Linked DNA regions of Sus scrofa: region 1 is linked to region 2. Evidence: chromatin contacts called from public Hi-C data. All regions are on one chromosome and are shown on one strand. Each heading gives the region's core, a stretch centred on a gene start, on an enhancer-like site or on the middle of the called end of the contact. The rest is flanking DNA. Distances are from core to core; before and after follow the strand shown.

The links. A called contact is a pair of places that touch in the nucleus more often than the background predicts.
Region 1: a Hi-C map of liver shows a contact between it and region 2, with 5 times the contacts expected there. The contact joins the promoter of AMBRA1 here to the promoter of ZNF408 in region 2. A contact is called at or near these places in 2 of 5 promoter capture datasets (fetal liver and liver), 6 of 47 Hi-C or Micro-C datasets (fetal heart ventricle, heart right ventricle, liver and 2 more) and 2 of 2 datasets of contacts at active chromatin or transcription factors (alveolar macrophages and skeletal muscle).

What each region holds. Positions count from the first base shown.
Region 1 is chr2:15,933,931-15,936,630 of Sscrofa11.1, forward strand. AMBRA1 (activating molecule in BECN1-regulated autophagy protein 1) reads left to right here and starts at 1,424. Exons shown (of 17, transcript XM_021085245.1): 1 at 1,424-1,655.
Region 2 is chr2:15,833,122-15,835,821 of Sscrofa11.1, forward strand. ZNF408 (zinc finger protein 408) reads right to left here and starts at 1,428. Exons shown (of 5, transcript XM_003122824.6): 1 at 1,069-1,428; 2 at 486-763. The coding sequence starts at 1,186. ARHGAP1 (rho GTPase-activating protein 1) reads left to right here and starts at 1,164. Exons shown (of 13, transcript XM_003122825.5): 1 at 1,164-1,622.

The DNA.
Region 1 (2,700 bases), core at 174-2,673, 100 kb after region 2:
GCCTTTGGCACGTAGAAGTTCCCAGGCAGGGATCAAGCCCATGCCATAGCAGCAACCTAAGCTGCTTCAGGGACAGTGGATTCTTTTTTTTTTTTCCGTCTTTTCTAGGGCCACACCCACAGCATATGGAGGTTTCCAGGCTAGGGGTCCAGTTGGAGCTGTAGCCGCCAGCCTACACCACAGCCACAGCAATGTAGGATCCGAGCCACATCTGCGACCTCTACCACAGCTCACGGCAATGCCGGACCCTTAACCCACTGTGTGAGGCCAGGGATCGAACTCACAACCTCATGGTTCCTAGTTGGATTTGTTAACAACTGAGCCATGGTGGGAACTCCGACAGTGGATTTTTAATCTGCTGCACCATAAGGGAAATCACAGGATTTTTTTTTTTTTAAGGGTCGAACTAGTGGCATAGAGAAGTTCCCAGGCTAGGAGCTGAATTGGAGTTGCAGCTGCCAGCCTACACCACAGCCACAGCATTGCCAGATTCGAGCCTCATCTGCAGCCTACACCACAGCTCATGGCAATGCCAGATCCTTAACCCACTGAGCAAGGCCAGGGATCGAACCCACATCCTCATAGATACTAGCTGTGTTTGTTACCACTGAGCCACAAATGGGAACTCCTTGTTTTTGTTTTACATCTTTCTCTCCCAGTCTCCTCTCTCCTTAAGAGGTAAGGTAAACTATTATAGTTGGTAATCCATATGTAGTGATCTATATGATTTATTAAATTGTGCCTGGGATGAAGATTTCAATCCATATTTGTGCTGACCATATGTTACTGTCTACTAAGAGACTTTGGAAAGTTTTCATGATGATAAAAATGTCAACACACTTTATTAGTTTCGGAATCCAAAGAGACTTTCAGTTATTGTGTAAGAAGCACACCTGTGGTCCTAGGTCTTTGGAATATAATAAAAAAGCAATATATATTTTTTTCTGGCCTTAAGTTCAAACTTAACACTGAATTTTCCCAGCTTCTCTCTGCTGTGCTTATGGCCGTTAAATTGGAGCGTCAAGAGAGACTATTCATTTCGTTCCTCAGCCTGGATTCTCTCATTCTCTCTATGCCTCTATTATATCTATCTAATTCATCTCACTGTTCCATGAGGAAACTAAGGTCAAATTTGCTGAGTTGGGATAAATAGTGTAGGTGGTCCATAACATAGTTAGATAGCAAGTGTTATTATACTCTGACTTAATCGTCAACACGCTCAAGAAAAACTCCGGTTCTCTAAACAATTTAGCCGGCAGCCGAGACAGAAAATGGCAGAAGCCCAGACTACTTTACTCCATTGTTTATGATCTGGGTTTGTTTGTTTATGCCTTGGACATAAGCCGGACCTTGAGTGGGAGCAAGCTGTTTTTCGGCGCTCGACTCGAGTTCCTTGAACGATTGCTTGGGCGCTCCTCCTTTGATGTCTGGGGCGTTCGTGTATTCGGTGATCTTTTGCGCCGTCTTCTTGCTTGATGTCTCCCGAGCGGCGGCGTCGCCGGGTCCAGGGCTGACTTATCCGCAAGGCCCCGCGCTCAGACTGCTTTCTCCCGCTGGTCGGTAGAGCGGACCCCTTGCTTCCTTCCAGCTGCTTCTTCTATCTGTGGTTCAGTCCATCCGCTGGGCTGCAGACCGAGCCCCCGCCGGCCTTGCAGGTAGGCCCGGGAGGAGCCTGGGAGGCCCAGCCCGGCATCCTACCGCCGCCGGGTTGAGAAGACCTTGGCGCCGGCGGGTGGGAGGGTGGGTCGGCCGCGGAGACACGGCCAGAGGAGGAGCTACCCGGCCGCGTTCGGGGGCGCGGTCGGAGAGGCGACAGGGAACCGAGGAAGAAGCCGGAAGGACGGAGAGATGCTTGGGCTGCCCGGTGTGGTTCGGTAGGAGGGCATGTTGGGTCTGGGGCGAGTGTTGGCACCCCCAGTGTATGGGGAAATTGCTTTCCAGGAACGGATAGAGCTTTACGCGCTTTGACCCTCCTTCTTTTCTTTCCTTTCACCCCCCAAAGGCTTCGGGTGTCATGACTCAGTTGCACTGGGGACACCCTCTGAGTCTGAGTCCCCTTTGAAGGGACCCTTGAATAGGTGGAGGTTTGTGGAACAGGGCCCTATGGCTCCTCTGAGCGAAGTGTCATATTCTTGACTTTTTTGGGTAGGGAAACTGAGGCTAAGCTGGGACGTGACTTTTTCTCATATCCCTGACAGATCTTTAAATGCACCATAAGTCATTTTTGGTCGTTTACCAGTTTACTCCCCCCCACCCCCTCTTTACCAGTCATTTTATGCACATAGTGATTTGTCGTTGGCTTGTCGTGATCGCTTCTTCCTAGGAATATAGATTTTGTCACCGGAGACTTAAGAAGTAAAGGGACCACGCGATCTTTTGTCTGGCTTTGCTTTTCAAAGTCTGTATCATTTTAGCGAGACAGTTACTTTGTTTTCTTGATAGGAAATTTTGTTTGCTGTTTGATTTGCTTTCCAGTTGATACTTTTTTCTCCTCTTTCCCTTCAGCCTGTTTTTCGGTGGAAGTCTTTAACCTATGGTGTTAGGTAGTTAATGTCCTACAGAGGATGGTCAATGTTTTGAAGTCAGATATTTGTCTTGAGAGACTGCTTTCTAGGAAGAATCCAAATGAAACTCAAGGAGTCTCTTTTGGACCAGTTTTGTTGTATTCGATTAGTGGCTTAGTTACTAGAGTGAAAAAGC
Region 2 (2,700 bases), core at 178-2,677:
CCCCACACCTCCCTCCCAAAGTGTGAAAAATTACTGAATTGAACATATTACTTCCTTTCAATGAGTACCAAACAGAAGTAAGAGGTACCTCAAATTTAAAATTTTTTCAGGAGTTATGCAATGAAATCTTTTACCTGTGCTGTTTCACCTTTCCCTCCAAATAATCCTGGAGGATTAAAATAAAGAGCCATTCCTTTATTTTACATGCCATCTGACCAGCTAAGTGACAAAGCTGAGATTTGATCCCAGGGGCTTTTTAATTCCCAAAACCTTTGTTCTTGACTTTTGTAACTGCTAACACTCTACTAATTCAGCTTTTAACAATTTTTTGCACCTCTTAATTACTGCAAGGAAGGAGAAAAGACAGTCCTGGACAGAAGGGGGCCAAACCATCTCCTATCCCTTTAAATACTCTGCATCTTCTAACAAGAAATGTCTGAACTAAATTTTCAATCATGGAAGGGAGATGCCCGATCCCTTAATACCTCTTTTTGCTCTCTTTCCGCTGCATCACCCTTCTGCTTAGAGACAGACTCCTCTTCCAGTGGTCCCCAGAGCAGTCCCGGCTGCAAGGGTTCCCCGACACACCAGACCCCCAAGCGCTGTTCCTCGGTCAGTGAGGGACCTAGGGCCAAGCCCCGGGGGAGGCTCTTTAGAGCGAGGATGGCTCGGGTCGGTCTGGCTGGGAAATCTTTGGGTCCCTGTGCACAGCCTTCTCCGGAAGGGCTCCATCCTGAGTCCGGGTCCAGGCGTGGGCCGGGGACTGCAGCGAGAGAGGAAGACAGTGAAGAAGTGAGGAAGCCGCCCAAGAGGTAGTGGGGTGGGGAAAGATGAGGGAGAAAACCCTAGGTCCAGCTAGGCCTCAAGAGTCTGAGAGATATATAAAGACTCTAAGGGGCCCCGAAAAGACCTGAGGGACTTCGAGGGCTCTTAAAAGAAGCCCCCGAGATTTTGAGGGCACCGGAGGAGGATGCCAGGCTCGGGAGGAAAAGGGTCGGGGGATAAGAGTTGACCAGAGAACGTCAGGAATATCTGAGCCGAGGGTCGGAGACACCGCAGGCCGCTCACCGAACTGCAGTCTTCCCTTCGCCGAGAGAAGCTCCTCCGCCTCCTCCATCCCGGATCGAAAAGCCTCCCTCCGCCGGAAGTGAGTGTCACCTTCTAGGCTCCTCCCGGAAACAGTCATTGACACCCAAATTTCCTCTCGGGAACGAATCGTAAGAGTCAGCCTTAACTGGTGCACAAGACCAGGAGTTTGGGAATTCTGGTGAGGCGAATCTCTGTCCGAGAAGAATACGAGCTAAGGATTCCGGAGGTCCACCAGAGATTCGAGTACCCGGAACATCGGAACTAACTGTTCCAGGGCCTCCTTTTGGGAGGGACGAATCGGACGGTTCTACTCCACCGCAGCCAAGGAGGCACGTGAGCAGCACGTACAGGAAGTGGGCGGGGATCCTGGAAAGGCCATGTTTGGACCGGGCAGCGGGTCGGAAGTGGGTTGGAGGTGTGGCGGAAGTGGTTGGGAGTGAAGAGACAGGGAGGGGGCGGTTCCCGTTCCACCTCGGAGCCGGATGTTTGCCGATCTTTGACAGGCGTGGCAGAGGGAGCGGTACCCGACCACGGTGAGCTGCGGGGTGCAAGTTCTGCCTGGGAGGTTGGGGGCGGGGCGGGAAGGAAAAGGACTGGCCAGGTCATTTGAAGGGATGGGGTCCGGATGGGGAGCATCCAAGCGGATCCGAGGAAGGGAGCAGGGGTGGAATGGGGCCTGGGAACCTGGCCTTCCCGCTGCCGGGATTCTGCCCCACTCGCGGGTCTGCAGCGAGAGGACTTTGCTTCTTTTGCTGGCTTCTTCCTGGCCTCTCGCTCGCTGTCATCGAGTAAACTCATGGGAAGGGGAAGTCTCCCTCGTCCGATCTGGGGAAGTGCTAAAACAAGAAATTCGGGCGAAGTGTTCCACCTTGCTACTTATTAGGCCACGCTTTCATGTCTCTTTCTTAACCTGTGAGACAGGATTGTAGCACCCAATCCGGTTTTTGTGAACCATGAGGCTTTATGCAAACGTGATTGTAGTTGAAAGGCTTGCTTTGTATTGTGGGGTTTGCATTTTTGCAATTCTGGAGCCCTAACTAGGAGGCCTATCACAATTCCAGAGAATATGATTTCAAGTTATTTCAGTTCTCCTTGGAGGAGTTTAGAGAAGCTTTACTTTGCCCTTTTGTAGAACTTTGAGAATCATATGAATGACAGTCACTTAAGAGAAGTATTGAAGGATTGACCTGCACAAAGAGACCACCTTAGATAGACATGGATTAAAATCTTGACTTTACTGTATGACTCTTATTTTTTCTGGTCTTCACATTTCTGGAACTGTACTTCTCTGGTGCTGATGTGAAAAGATAATTTGTATCCAGTTCATCGTGGTTGCTTCCCTTTTCCTCTTAGGATACAAATTGATTCCTTCAGTAATTCAGCAAATGACTGAGCATCTACTCTGTGCCAGATGTAATTTTGAGTAGGTCAAGGCTGTTTGTTTGTTTTTAATGGTCACACCCGCAGCACATGGAAGTTCCATGGGCCAGGGATTGAATCCCAGCAGTAGCTGACCTGTGCTGTGGCAACACCAGATCCTTGAACCAACTGCTCCCACCCGGGATAGAACTTCACAGCGATCCAAACCCCTGCAGTGAGGTTCTTAACCCA